2 separate regions of the Rattus norvegicus genome follow, and region 2 is linked to region 1. A link is a contact called in public Hi-C data. All regions are on one chromosome and are shown on one strand. Each heading gives the region's core, a stretch centred on a gene start, on an enhancer-like site or on the middle of the called end of the contact. The rest is flanking DNA. Distances are from core to core; before and after follow the strand shown. Region 1 holds the start of Spice1 (spindle and centriole associated protein 1). Region 2 holds the start of Atp6v1a (ATPase H+ transporting V1 subunit A).

Evidence for each region. Hi-C and Micro-C count contacts between places; a contact is called where the count stands out from the background.
Region 2: a contact with region 1 is called in a Hi-C map of liver, with 2.3 times the contacts expected there. The contact joins the promoter of Atp6v1a here to the promoter of Spice1 in region 1. A contact is called at or near these places in 3 of 12 Hi-C or Micro-C datasets (frontal cortex and liver).

What each region holds. Positions count from the first base shown.
Region 1 is chr11:69,833,805-69,841,604 of GRCr8, reverse strand. It overlaps Spice1 (spindle and centriole associated protein 1), which reads left to right and starts at 3,405. Exons shown (of 18, transcript NM_001008285.1): 1 at 3,405-3,427.
Region 2 is chr11:70,064,610-70,072,409 of GRCr8, reverse strand. Atp6v1a (ATPase H+ transporting V1 subunit A) reads right to left here and starts at 4,908. Exons shown (of 15, transcript NM_001108318.2): 1 at 4,818-4,908. Naa50 (N(alpha)-acetyltransferase 50, NatE catalytic subunit) reads left to right here and starts at 5,656. Exons shown (of 5, transcript NM_001309804.1): 1 at 5,656-5,954. The coding sequence starts at 5,947. LOC120095658 (a long non-coding RNA gene) reads left to right here. Exons shown (of 2, transcript XR_010056280.1): 2 at 1-3,536.

The DNA of each region.
Region 1 (7,800 bases), core at 2,156-4,655:
TTTTCAAACACAACACCTGTTTTACACACACACACACACACACACACACACACACACACACACACACATCTGTGAAGCCACCAAGACAGGATCATATTCACCCTTTTCCACAGCTTCTGTCTTCCTTCATATTAATATCGTTTTTATCTCTAACTGGCTCTGTCCTATTCCCAAGTGACCACTCACCTACTGCCACTCTTCATGAGCTTTCATTTCCCCCAAGTTTTATATAAACAGAACCATAGGGTATATTTTATTTATTTGGTTTCCTTCATTCAACACAGTAACTATGAGATACATCAAGACTATTGTAGCAATAGTTTGTTATTTCTTACTGAGCAGTGTTTCCTTGGGTAGATATATAGCAATGTGTTTTCCCATTCATCTGTTGATGAGTGTTTATCTGGAATAATAACTTTTTGGCTATTATAAATAAAGTTGCTGCAGTCTTGCATGTATAAGTCTTTGTAGGGTCATATGTTGTTCTTCCTCTTTGATAAAGATCCAGAATTGGAATGACCGCATCACTCTGTGGGCTCCAGACACCTTGATTTTATATATATATATACATATATATATACATATATATGTATATATATATGCATATTATATATAATATATATTACACACACACGCATATATGTCCTTAACTGATACATACTTTGGAAAGATTTGTTTTAGTTTGTGGGCTTTTTGATTTGTTAACAGAAAGTGTGTGGAAAAATTCAATTTCAATGAAATCCAATTTATGTTATATTTATGGATTATGTTTGCTCAACCCACATAATTTCTTCAATGTTCTCTGCTTTTGTCCATTTACACATGTGGAGGGTAGAGGTCAAATGTCAAACAAATTAATCCATGATCTTCAACGTTATTTTTGGTACAGTATCTCTCACTGGACCTGGAGCTCAAGTCAACTAGACTGGCTAGCTGATGAACTCCACGGATCCACATGTCTTTGCCTCCCAGCACTAGGATTATGTTCTAGTTTCTTTTGCCTTTACTTTGATAAAACACCCTGATCAAAAGTAACGAGGGAGAAAAGTTTACTTGGCTAAAAATTCCCAAATTACAGTTCATCATTGGGGAAGTCAAGCAGGAACTCAGGGCAAGAAATTGAAGGCTGACATTTGCTATTCCACCCAGCGAAATCTCAGATCTTGAAACTCACATTTCCAGCCGAAGGGCACAGCAGGAACACTGAGACTACTGCTTGCTAGCTGGTTTGCAAACCGCCTTATCCTCATCCATCCTTCTTCTTTCCTTTTTCTTTTTCTTTTTCTTTAAATGCAATTCAGGGAGGAACTGCCTGCCTGCCTAAGGATGGTGCTGCCCAGAGTGGGCTGGGTCTTCTACCTCAATCGATAATCAAGGTAATTCCCCACAGACTGCCAACAGGCTCTCTTCTCAGGTTGTGACAAGTTGGCATTTAAAAATTAACCAGCACAGACTACAAGTGCACACCACCATGCCTGGCTACAAGTGCACACCACCATGCCTGGCTTGGGAATGGAACTCAGGTCTTCCTTTTTAGGTAGCAGGTACTTTTCAAGCTGAGCTATATCTCCAGTCCTGTGATCCTTATCAATTAGTTTCTTGAATGTGATAAGTATAATGTTTAGATCCATTGTTTTGCACATGGGAATATACCTGCTCCAGCAAGATTCATTTTTAAATGCTACCATTTCACCTTTGTGAAACATTAATTTTCTACATTTGTATGAGCTTATTTTGTTTTACTTCACTGATATATTTGAATGCCTGTCTACCCATATCATGACATTATGACTATTATAATCTTTATAATAAGTTTTAAAATCAGGCATTTTTAGAAATCAAATTTTGTTCTTTTTGTTTTGGCTATTGTAGGAATTTCTGTATTTTCACAAGAATTTCAGAATCAGTTTGTTAATTATTTTTCTAAAGAAAATGCATTTTAAAAAGATATATAGTGGGTAAAACAATAAAACAAGGAAGGAAGTGGGACAACATATATGCTAATGTCCTACTGTCTAGTTGTTTCTAGAGAGAAATTGTTATCTTTATTTTTGTTCTTGTGGACATTTATTTTTAATTTTTTTTCTTTATCATTGGCTCTGAATGATTTGATTATTATATATGTACTTTGTAGTTTTTTATGCGTTTGTGTGTGTGTGCACGCGCGCGTGTGCGCGCACGTATGTATATCCGAGCCTGTGCGTGTGCGCTCATGTTTCACTGGGTTTCGGAAGTTGAAGGAAAAGGTAAACTCTGTGGGTAAATATGTTGATAGGAGGACAGAAAGTGATGGAAGCTGATTGAAGTTTTCTTAAAATTCAGTGTTAAAAACAAAATGAGAAGCAAGTCCACAGACTGGCATGAGGTTAGAGGAGATAAATAAGAAAGTATATTACTGTCACCTAGGGGAGTGAGAGAATTAACGGAGCAGGGATCTGTAACAAGATGCTCAATCAACTGTAGGAAAGTTGGGGGGGTCATGAATCAACACGGGCATTTGTCTTACATGTGCAGTTGCGGCAGTGCAAGCACTTAGGAGAGCCAGTGCTGGTAACTTGCTAAGTGACCACAGCAAGTTGGAGAGGAAGGAATGATGACGATTACGTAGAGGAATGCGCACGTTAAATCAGAGTGGAAACTCAGAAGGCAGTTCCTTGCACCTAGATGACACTGATTCAGGTGTAGCTTTTCTTCTTAACAACTGAAAGTCAGGGGTTTCAAGGGAAGTTATCAAGGGTAAGACGTTCATTGTAAAGTCCTTAACATGATCTGTGAAGTTATGCACATCCTGGCTCTAGTCTACCAACAACCATCAAGTTCTCTCAACTACTCCTCCATTGCAATTTGACGTACATCCTTGCATAGGTAATTTCCCACTGTAGAAATGCTCTTTTTAAATGATCTACTACTCCTTGCATTTCAGCTTTCCTGAGATATTGTTTTCACTGTACACATTTCTGTCATCAAGAGCTTGCTGCTTATGGGGCTGTAAACTTCTTGAGGGCAGGGTCTGGTTTTAGTTCCCAGTGAACCTAGCATGTTTGGCTCACTGATAGGTTGCAAGAAATATTTTAGTAAATGATCAAAAGTTAAGGCAAGTAAGTGCGGTATGTGGAGCTTGGTGTGCAAAGCAACGTTTCTTTTGGAGACTTCTCGAGGCTTATGAAGGGAGAATTATTCAGCCCTTTAGGTGAGAACTCCGGGAAAAAAACAAAACAAAAACAAACACAGCCCTAGCGCCACACGTACCACCTCTGGGACGCCTCTGAGGAGCTTGCCGGATGTACGCACAGGCGTGGGGGCGGAGCTACAGTAACCCGGGCAACGGCCCGGAAGCCGCTTTCCGCGTTTGCCCTGTGGCGGGCTCTGTGGTTCTGGAGACTCAAGTTTTTAGTCGGGGTGGAGGCGGCAGTCGGCCAGCAGCAAGGCAGGTTGGGTGAAGCGGGGAAGGCCTGACGTTCGCGCGCAGGGCGAGGAGAAGCGGCCAGCGTCTCCGCCTCGGTCCCGACGCCCAGGGAAGGCGTCCTCACCATAGGGCCGGCCGCTCGCCTCGCAGAGCCCGAGAGTGCGGTTCCGGGTAGCGCCTGGTGCTCCTGCGGGACGTCGAGCCCCGCGCACGCGCGCCGCGTCCCTGCACCCCGCTGGCGGGAAATATCCCGAGGCTGTCGGGTGCTCCAGATGTTTGGTGTCCAACTGGGGAACGCCGTGTACTTGGTGTTGGGACAGGGCGCGTCCTTTAAGTTAGGACAGGGTTTCTAAGGAAGGGCTGCTTGAGAGTTTGGGCTTGGGAGTCAGATGTATGAAATTGTTCCAGACGGTGCTTGGCGCTGCTTGTGAAGGTCGGAGCTCGATCTCAGGATGTGTGGGAGGGAAAACTGGGAAGAGAAGGCAGTGAGGGTGTTGGGGAAGCCTAGGAAGAGGCCTGTGTTTGTATGTGGATCAGGAAAGAGCCTGAGAAATATGAAAGGATTTAGCATTAGGAAGCAATTAATATTCCTCATTTTCTCCACACAGGCCCCACTTCTGCAGGGTATGGTGATCTATTTACTGTCATTAAAATACCTCTAGTCTCTGTTATGACGCAAAAACAGCGCTTGTTTTCCTAAGTTCCTGACAACTGCCCTTTGGAGGAAGGGAAACAGGAATATGGACCTTTGACCCCTGCTTTTAGCTCCTCACGTGTTTTTGCTTCAGATTCATGACTGTTTCTTGGGTTGAGGCTGGTAGAGTTTTAACTTGTGGAAAAAATGTAATATTTTAAATATAATTTGAAATAAAAATTCCCTCTCTTTTAAAGACTTGCATGTTTTAACCAACAGAGTCAACCCGTTGTTTGTAGTTTCCTAGCACGTACTTTACAGTCAGTGACACCTAGGGCCAGTTCCTTCCTCTCCTTGTCATTTGTGTCACTGTGAGCAATGTGATTATGTTCGCTAAGCCTTATTTACCTCATTTGAGAAAAGAAGAATTGCCATGGATGTCATCTACACTGAAATAGGAGTTAGTGTGTGTCAGGCAGGGATTCCAATGGGCAGCGTACATATCTAGTTAGTTTCAACAAAGCTCAAGAGTGAATCTATACAGCCTGATTCCAGGCCGAATTCTTAGCCATAATACTGTGCTGTCTCTTAAGACAGTGTATGTCTCCCAGAGTTGTGGGATTAATGCCGAGGCTTTTCATTAACGATGCAGAGACATTAACATCAGGTAGTTTATACATGGTGTACTTGAATTTTGCTTTTTTACATTTAACATTTTCTTGCAAGTGTATATGGTGTGTGTGTGTGTGTGTGTGTGTGTAGGTCAGAGGCTGCTATTGGGTGTCTTGGTTCTTTATTTTCTATATTGCAGCAGGGTCTCTCCCTTGAATCTAGAACTTGCTGATTTGGCTCATGTAGCTAGCCACTTTGGGGATTGCCTGTCTCTCCTCCTGAGCTGAGATTAGAGGGCTGTGCTACCCTCCTGGTTCTCATAGTTAATGCACTCAGACTTCATCCACATTGTGGCCTATGTCAGTACTTTATACCTTATCGCAAAGTGACATCCCAATTGCATAGATATATCATATATATTTATATAGTCATCAATTAATGGGCGTGTTGAGATGTTTCCACTTCTGTCTATTAACTATAATATTGTGGACATTCACTTAAAGGTTTTCTAGGGACTAATGTTTTTAATCCTGTTGAATGTTTATGTAGGGGAATTGCTGGGTCACATGGTAATGGTGTTTAAATTTTTGAGTAACTTCCCAGTGGACTTCCAAAGTGCCTATGTAAATTTCTATTCCAAACATCAAATATATGAAGGTTCAAAGTTTCTCCATACTCTTCCCAGTACTTGTATTTTCTTTTGTTAAAGTCACCCTCAAGTGGTTTTGACTAGTATTTAATTATGTTGGTCTTTTTTTTTTTTTTTTCCACGAGGAGAGAGGTTTAATGAGAGAAGAAGAGTAGAAGAGGGGAGAAGTAAAGATCCGCTATGAGCATGGGCGGGGGTGGGGGAGGGGACAAACGGGGAGAGAAAAGAACAAGAGCAAGAGAGTGTGTTGGTCATTTTTAAAGAAGGTTTATATTATATTGTATGAATGCTTTGCATGCATGTATGTATGTGCACCGCATGCTACCTGGTGCCTTTGTGGGATAGAAGAGGTTGTCAGATCCCCTGGAACTGGAGTTACAGATGGTTGTGAACCATCATGTAGGTAGTGGGAATTGAACTCAGGTTCTCAGGTAGAGCAACAAGGGTTCTTAACCACTGAGCCATCCCACCAGCCTCTATTGACAGTCTCTTCTTCCTTTCATGTGCTTCCTTACCATCTGCAGTATCTTATTTGGAGATACCTATTCAAGACCTACGCATTCAAGACCTACGCCCGCTTAAATTTGGTTGTTTGCATAGTCCAGTTACGAGAATTTTTAAAATAGATTCTAGATACAAGGTAAATGATTTGCAAATAACTTTTGCCGCTGCACTAGGCATCTTTTTCACTTTTTTGATTGTACCTTTGAGTATAACATTTAGAATTTTTGATGAACCAAACTATCCACCCCACATCTCGGTTTCTTCTGCTTTTGACTCTGTTCTCCAGCTTGACCTAAGGTTCACAGCTGTTATACTCATGTTTTCTTCTAATAGTCCTACAGTTTTAGTTCTAACATCTCAATATATGACTTAATGTTAAGCTAAATTTTGTACCCTGTACGAGGTAGGAGTCTGACTTTTTCAAAGGAATATTGAAAACAGTACTCTTTGAGTTGAATTGTTTTGGTGCCTTGCTGGAATATAACTCTGTAAATGCAATGGCTCATTTCGACTTTTACCTGTTCCGTGTCCAGTTAAATGCTGGTTATGTTTCTACTACAAATGAACTTCACAGTTGGTTAACTCTTTGCCCTTTAATTTCCTCATCTATAAAATGAGTCAAAGTAGTAACCACTTCATGGAGCTCTTGTATTAAAGAAACTAATAGTTGCAAAGAGCTTAGAACAATCCGCATATAGTAAGTACCTAGACTGTCTTAGCTGACGCTTCATTACTTCCACTACAGGTGTTACTGGCATCACCACTGTAAAACTTAATTGTTGGTGGCAGATGGTGCCGAGAAGATTGTGTTCATACGTAGAGCTGAAACCATATCACTTTCCCCCCTTTGTAAAACGTCTGTTCAGAATTGATCAGTAGCCTTAATGAAAGGTGATGTGAACCTCCTAGAGGAAACCAGGAGAACACGTCAAGATACAGGCACAGGCAAAGACTTTCTGTATGAGACTTGACAAAAGTGGGCTGATGAGGTGGCCCAGTGAGTTTTGCTGCCAAAGTTTATTCCCGGCATGTATATGGTGGAAGGAAGAAAACAACTCATGCAAATTGTTCTCTGGCCCTCATATGTACACTGTGTATGTGCTCCTTCACCCCCAGAGATAAGCAAATAAATATAATAAAAGAATTGGCAATGATATTATGCCCTTTTAAAAAACTGCACACTTGGAATTCAAAGAGTGAAGAAATAGCCTCCAATATGGGTAAAGGTATTTTCCTATTGTATTTTAGTGATTTGTCAGGGCACTGGTAACCAGAATATAGAACTTTTAAAAACTAAACACCGGAAAGAAGACTTTGATATTAGTGGGCAAATAAACCAAACGGTTTTCAAAACAAGTACAAATGATCAATAAATACATGAGAAAAATGTTCAGGAGCTGGACAGATGACAGTGCTATTCTTCTGGAGGACTGACTGAGTGTTCACGATCACCCGTAATTCTGACTTTAGGAGTTCTGACATCCTCTTTTGGCCTCTGAGAGCACACACAGAGAGAATTTTTTTTTAACGTTTATTATCTTCAGCCACCAATGAAATGCAAATCAAAGCCACACTGAGAGCTTACCTCACCAGAATGGCTACTGTCATCAAGAAAACAAATATTAGTGAGGATATTGGGAGCTGAAGAGGAGCCCCTGTATGTTGCTGTTGGAATGTAATTAGTACAACCAGAATAGAGGTTCCTCAAAACTAAAAACACCGAAAGAACCACCTTTAGATTGCAGTTGTACACTCCTGGGTTTATACCCAGAGGAGCGTTAGGCAACCACAGGCATACCTGTGCTTCCATGGTTATTATGACTCTGTTCTCAGTAGTCAAGGTATGAATTCAGCCTAGATGTCCATCAGAAGATAAGTGGATGAGGAAAATGTGATGTATGTAGGAAGTATTTATTCAGTTACAAAAAGAATGAAATCCTATGTGCAGGAAATAGAATTAGAAGCTATTAAGTGGAACTGAACCAGACTCAGAGA
Region 2 (7,800 bases), core at 3,659-6,158, 230 kb before region 1:
GATATGAAAGAGACCAGATGTCAGATGTGGCGGTGTATGCCTCTAATTCCACAGCCGAAGCAGGTGGACCTCTGAGAGTTCAAGACCAACCTGGTCTATGTAGCTAATTCTTGGACAGCCATAGCTAAATATGGAGACCCTGTCTGAAGAAACAAAAATTAACCTGAAAATAGCTACAATATACCACGAATAGCTAAATGTTAATGTAAATGGCTGTCACCACAGCAACTAAGTTTTTAGTGAGCAGGTAAAGATAAAGAAGTGCTAATCTAAAGATATAACTCCATATATTTATTCACCATATTCCATATCTATTATATATAATGCTGTAATTAGGCTTTCCCTTCTCAATAAGAAAAAGGAAAATAAAAAGCATTACTGATCACAGATTATTTACCAATACACATAAAAATGAATGAAAATACACTTACTATATCCCAGTTACTCTATAGGGAACTGACTTTAATACAAATATTCAATTATTTCTTAAACTATTTTCCTTATAGTATTTTTGTCATGATTAACAAAAAATATAAACTTGAAAAGCTCTATTTCAATTATTATTTTATTTACTCATACTTCCCATGCAAAACCACTAATCCTTGTGAATCACTAAAGAAGGAAAAAATTCTTACTCTAGTTCATGTCCATACTGTTTCTTATATTGAACAAACTTTAAGAGTGGAGAAATAGTTTCCTAAAAACGATTCCATGCATTAATGATCATAAACATTGAAAAAATTAACATAAAAAACCCAGTGAACTATAGCTAAAACCAAAATAAGGGAATTATGCTGCTATTCCTCAGCTCCTACTAATTACTAAGCAAGTTTGGAGTCTGTCAAAGCCAGATATTCTGGCACTAGAGTCTGCAGTCCAGCCACTTGGGAGGCTGAGGCACACTGACTAGCCTTAGTCTGGTGGTTTGAGAACAATATGAGTTACAGCATGGCTAGCTTCAAAGAACATGCCCAGAAAAGTTCTTTTGGCTCTATTTTTCCACGATAGACTCATTTCAAATTTTAGTCCATTCCCTGCAACAGAAACCTTTTGTGCAAAAACGTTTTGTTTTTTGTCACTCTTGTAGGGCACTGTATATCTCTCCTAGAAGTTCAGGGTGTATGACTGAAGCATGTCGTTCAATTAGTGAGAACTTCTGTTGGTGGAGTGGCACATATCGGTAATCCAGCACTTAGGAAACAGACAGGAAGAAGACCATGATGAAAGCTAGGCTTGACCTCCGTTTAAAAAAAACTTATAAAGTATGTACTAACCACTGTAGACTTATGATCTACCTTGATAATACCTACGGGCTAGATTTAAACAGAAAGAGACTTCATTTTAAGTGCCCAAGGTCAGACAGTTAATGATAGGGAAGGCTAAAACCTAATCCCAGGCCTCTGTGATTGGGAAATCTATTCAGGAAAAGTTTGAGTATACTAAGTTACGCTCACTGCCATCTAGCTTTCAAACTACTCTCAAATTGATTATCTAGGCTTATCTCATTCACAATACCCTTGGGAGGAAAGTTTCTTAGTATGGAAGCCTGAGGTTTCCAGCATCGGCTGCACTTAAGAAGGCACATGACCAAAATGGAGGCACTGAATGAAGATCCTCTAACATTAGGGCTGAACCATAGGTCTTACCATTATCAGTAAGCGCGACACGCTGTGGAAACAAGGTGCTTACTGAATTAATAAAGTCCACACAGGCTCATATCTACTCTATTTAGGATTTGGAAACTTGGACTGAGAAGTTAATACTTAGTGCACAGCCTTTAGGGAACTATAATTCGTAACAATTAAGGCAGTTTAATTTCCTTTTTAATCATTCAACGCTTATTCAATAAACGACCCATCAGGGCCCTCAGTATTCTGTTTGCTTTAACAGGGCCTCTTCTATCCACTTCAGCATCCTTGTGCAGAAGATATAACAGAGACAGATTGTTCTTTAACTGCAGGGAGGTTTACTGAGGAATACCCCAGCTACCAAAAGTAGCCTATATGGAGAAGTAAAGAAATACAGAATATTGGGTATATCAGCCTAAAGGACTAATTGGCTACCGTGGCCCAAAGGAAAGGACACACGTTCACTGGTGACACCCTGCAAAGACAGGGTAATTAAGGGAGATTTCAGAGTAAGAAATAAAGGGCGTTGGGGCCCCAACCCTTAAATTCTCTCTTTCCCCCTCCTTCCCTGTCTCTCCCTTCCCCCATAGGCCTTCTCACCTATGAAACAAGGTCTTACTTTGTTGCCCTGGCTGGCCTAGAACCCACTTTGTAGACCAGGCTGGCCTTCAACTCAAAGAACTCTGCCAGACCCAGTGCAGAGATTAAAGGAGGGAGCCATTATACCCAGACCCACACAGAAATCTCATTAATATCAGAAATGCCTTCCAGCGCTCAAACCATCTGTGTGTATACAGCATCAAATTCTTCTTTAATATTTACTCTCCTTAGCTGTTTGGTTGCCAATTCCAGATTTGCTAATCCTCCCGATTTCATTAGAAGTCTAAGGTACTGCTTTCTTGAGTTCCCTAAAACTGGAGCAATTAACTGTGAAATAAAACTGCAGACTCATCCAGCCTTTCTTATGAACTTCTCCTCCACCAGGACTCAGTGCTTTCAAACTGGGTTCCTCCAGCCCAGTACACCTGCACAGAACTGGTTTGGACTTTTAAAACACGAAGGAATTCTGTTTATTTGGTGGAATGTCACATGGGCATGAAGCAGTGCCAATTTTTTTTCTCTCTCACTTTGGAGGAAAAATGATGGGTAAAATTATATTTCAGGCTGAGGAGATGACTCAGTCGTGAAAGCACATGCTTTGCACATATGAAAATCTGAGTTCAGCCTCCCAGGTGGCCATGTAAAAGTAAAGTGTGGTACTGTGCCTTTAACCTCGGTGCTCAGGGCAAAAGACAGAAGAATCCTTGGGGCTGAATGGCCAGCTAGGCTCCTGAATCAGTGAGTCAGGTTCAGTGAGAGAACCTAGCTCAAAAAAGGGGGGTTGAGGTGGGGAGAGCAACAAAGGAAGGCACCTCTGGCCTCTACGTGCAGGAACAGACACAAATAAAAATGTCAACAAGTGAATGGTTCAACCAACTGTGGTGCCATCCATACCACAGAATGATTAGCAATGCAAAGGAACAAACTATTTAAGAATCTATATTTAAGCTTGTTATAGAAACATACCTATTGTCTAGTCTGGATCACAAGCACACAATGGTAATTTGGGCAATGCAAAATCATTAAGGCAATATTTTAGTAAGAAGTAGCAAATAGGCCAGTCTTTCTATCTTGTTAAATTGTTATCAGTTTAAGGTTTTGGCTTTTAGCTTTTTAAACAAAATCTGATAAGAAAATTTGGAAGGGGATAAAAAAGAGCACCAATCACTGTAAGATAATCATTCCATCCTTTTCCTATTTTTTTTTTTCTTTCTAGTATGAGGACTGGGTGAAGAGCCTCGAGCATGCAGTGGAAGCAAGAACCATATCCCCAAGTCCTCAGCAGATATTAAAAAATAGATTCCTCAATTACATTGCATAGAACTGAGATTTAACTAAAAATCTTATTTCACATAAGAAAATGCATTCTTTAGGTTATAAAAGTCAAATCTCTGATTTTGTAAGGCCTTTGGATTCAAAGCAATGAACTTTCTAAGCTTGTAGCACAAATAAAAGAGTTTAGCCCCAAACTGAAGAACATTCCTTTGGTCAAGTGCATTGTTTGAGGTGAAAACATTGGCTACTATGGTGCATATAAAATGGAGTACAAAGGGTTGGGCAACCCTAAGCAAAACAATTTCTGTACTTTTCACAAAATATTATGCACTCAAGTCTGAGAAGGGTCACTTGAATCTCTTTAACAAATGCAGAAGTGAATTAGGAACATAAGCATTTCTTCACAGATTTAAACTGATTGGGAAGGGCATAACTTGTAGGATTTAAAAGAAATGTCAAAAAGGAATGACCCACAGTCAGTAATGTCTAGACTCTCCTTGCCTTTAAATTATAGGCAAATAGATTTGGATTAATTATGTTTTCAGCTTGATCAGTTTCCAAAGAATTACTTCCCCTTCGGGAAAACCTCGTCACTTTCCTGTAAACTAGTCTGGGTCTCCAGCCCAAAAAGGTAACACCATCTTTCATCGCCTTCCCATTCAACTGAGACTGTCGCATTACCAACACCCTGTTCTGAGGATTGTACAACCTTCTTCTCTCCGAAGAAATAAGGCCCGTTCTTACCCTTCCAGTCTCATCCAAACACTCACTAAACCTCTCCTGCAAGGATGTCGGACAAAACCCTTAGAATCACTGAGAACGCACATTTGTGGGGAAGCCCTTCAGTGTGACTGCAGTGAGGGCCATATCAGTGACATTCCCTACTAAGCCTGTCTCACCGGAGACGCCTCTGCCTACAGGGGTTTTCCTCCATTCTGATCAACCAGGCCAAGGCCTTTGCCAAGGAAGGAGCTTTGGGGAATGGGACCCGTCGTTTGCTGCAGACCCCCAAGAAATGGCTAAAACAATTCTACCACCTGAATCAGCCCCAAATGCTCTAAAGAAGGAACCATAATGGCCGCACTCGCTCTCAACACAGGGAAAGGTGGGCATCATAATCCCTCGTCGTGGACTAAGGTGAAGGGTCAGGGGTCCAGCAGATCTAGAAAAATGAGCTCCTCGCTCATGCAGGAGGACAACGCGAAAGGAGCCCCAAGCACCGCACGCCGCGGTTCACACATCCCAGTGTCTATATACTCTCACCCCACCCCGTCAATCGTTCCCACCAGCCACCAGTTACCTGTCGCACCTCACCTGCCCGGGCTCGCAATGCAGAATCTGTACCTAGACCGGACCCAGAGGCTCTGTCACTGAGAGAGGGGAAGTCTTCAGCTGCAGGAGGCGGGTCAGCCCTAGCTAGTCATGTGACCTCAAGCCCCACCCCGCTTCCCCTCCCCAGGCACGCTGCGTCTCGCAGGCTTGAACCTTTGCGGATTGCTTGGATGTGAATGGTTCCGCGATTTAGGAAAAGCGTTATTTTCTTTTTCACAATGACTGGGTTATATAAACTACAGTACAGAAAACGAGGATGGCAAGGGTTAAAGTGCATTGCTAAGGAAGTGACGCTGAGTCACGCTCTAGGGACCGGAAATGGCGATGAGTCCCGCCTCTAAAGGCCCCAGTAAAATCCTGGCTGGAAGGCATAAGCCTATCACGTGATTTCAAAAAAAAAAAAAACCTGTGAGGTTTGCCTGCTGGAGGATGGCCAAATTATCCAGACCCATCGTTACCTTTTGAATTTAAAACACATTTACTGCAAGCCTCCACAGGCTTTCTTACATTGAGAAGAATCCATTTTGTAAAACCCTATTAGGGGACAAGAGGATTTGAAGGTCACTGGAGGTCTAGAAAGTGGGTGGGGGCGGGACAGGCTGATCTTGTTGGTTTGAAAGAGAGGGAAGGGTGGAAAAATCCGGATTTTACCGCCGGAGCCTACCAAGCAAGCTCCACTGGAGTGTCGCAAAGGGTGGGTGGAGCTAGCCGACCGTAGGCCCAGCCCTGGAGAAAGAGGAGGGGGTGGAGTCCTGGCGGCGCCGAGCACTGCGGTTGCGCGCGACGCGGCGGACGCGCCGGCGCGCTGAGGGGGCGGGGTGAAAGGTCACAGCGCGGCGGCGGGTCTGGCTGGCGGCAGCTGCGGGCGGGAGCTGAGTGTCCGGAGTGCACGTGTGGAGAAGCGACGGCGGCAGCAGCGCGGCGGCGGCAGATCTCCCCGCGTCTTCTAGAGCTTCAGGGCCTGGCTTGGCTTTCGAGGCCTCGTCGTCCCCTCAGCCAAGAGGCCGGCGTGTGAGGTTGAGTGGCCTGAGCTTAGGGCGCGGAGAGCTCGGGGCGACGAGGACGACGGCGTTGGTGGCGGCTGTAACGACGGCCTCAGCAGACGGAGAAGATGAAAGGGTGAGGAAGGGCAGCGGGCGAGGGTCCGGCGGGCACCGGAGAGGGGCGTGGGTCGGTGGACTTGGGGAGCGCTGCGGGGAAGAGACTCGCGCGAAGACCTGGCGGAGGGACATTGCGAGGCTTCCCCGGTCCCTTGGCTCCCGGAGGGGGGCGGAGGCTAGGCCGGCTGTTGGCGGGCTGAAGGGCCGGCGGAGGCAAGGGCGCGAGGCCACGATTTCAACCCGGAGAACGAGTGTGCACCGAATGAGACCCCGGGGAGAAGGTGTTAGGACGCGCCCGGGGCCTCTTCCCGGGAGCGCACGACTGAGCCGCCTCAGGTGCTCATCCAAATCCGGGATCCATGCTGTGGCCGCGGGCTTTGACACGTTGCGGTTTTCTTCATACTTGTGGGCCGTGCAGAACCTTCTGGAGGGAAAAGGAATTGGAATAAAGAGCACGGAGGATGAGTGCTAGGAGCTAGTGACTCAACGGACTTGGGTTGGGTCAGAGCGAGTGGAGGAGGGAGGGAGGGGGAATGAACTCCAGCGGTGTAGACTTTGGGGTGCCAAAATGTTTAAGGAAGTATCATGGATCAGTAGGTGGAGCTATTGCTTCAGTGGTGTGTGTTGCCCCCCAGTGCAAGGAGGAGCTGCTTTTTTACTCTTCGTTAGCAAAGTTGAGGTTTAATCTTTCAAATCTTCGGTAACGCTAGAAGTTATTTTGGCTTAACTGTTCCCGTTTGGTTGAAAGTATTTCCTTTCCACTGATTTATATTACTGTTCAGTATTTAGCACCGCCAGTTTTGGAGGTTGCCTTTACAATCTTTAGAGGAAAAAGAAAGCTTAAACTTTTTGAGATAGCGTAAGGGTTTTTCTAAGTCAGCTGAAAATTATTACTAATATTTTCAGTTAAATTGTTCAGCATCGTTTTTTGGAGAGCGAAATAAATCGTCTCATTCTCTGTAAAATGAGGGACCTCATATCTGAAATGATTCTGAGAAAGTTTTGACTTTAAGTCTGCATGTAAGACATTTTTTCTAAACTCTGGTTTGCTTTAAGTTATTAATTTCAGTGGTTTTTTTGTTTTTTTGTTTTTTGTTTTTTGGGTGGTGGTGGGGGAATGTTTGCTCCATCTGAGCCACTATTCGGGATGCTTTTAGAAATTTTTAGAAATATGACTCAGTTATCTTTCGGAATTTTATTTTACTAGTAGAGTACCACTTTGATACTCTTATTTTTTTTCTACTCATTGCTACACATTTAGAACATACTTGACATGTTCCGTTATAGTAAAAACAATGAAGATAACAAGACTAAGAAATTATGCTGGAAGTTTAGGTTAAAAAATCTTGGGTCTAGTTCAGTTTCGTTAGGTATAGGATACTTGACAATAGAAATGATGCCACACAGTGGTGGTGTTGGCTGTTTATTTGAACTTTTATTTAGGGTACTATTGAAGCAGTTCTACCTTATTAACTAACTGGAGTTCTTGGAATTAAAGGAAAGTACTCAGTGCTCTGCAAGTACCCTGCCACTGAGCTATATCCTCAGCACTTTATTTTGAGGTAGAGTCTCACTAAGTTACTCAGGCTGACACTGAGCTTGGCAACAATCTTCTTGCCTCCCTTAACCTTTTGAGTTGCTGGTATTATGAGCTTGAACCACCTTTACCAGCTGGTTCTTTTTATTTGAGTAGATATTTAAGTATATATAACATAATGGAGGCCTAGAAATGCATTAGTGGGCAGATTTGGAGAAAACTCGGAATTGTTGAATCCATATTTTAGACCAATAATTAGGCTCAAAATTAAGACTCCTTAAGTCAGTTTTTTTTATTTCCCAGGATTGAGGGCTTAGAATTGGGTTCT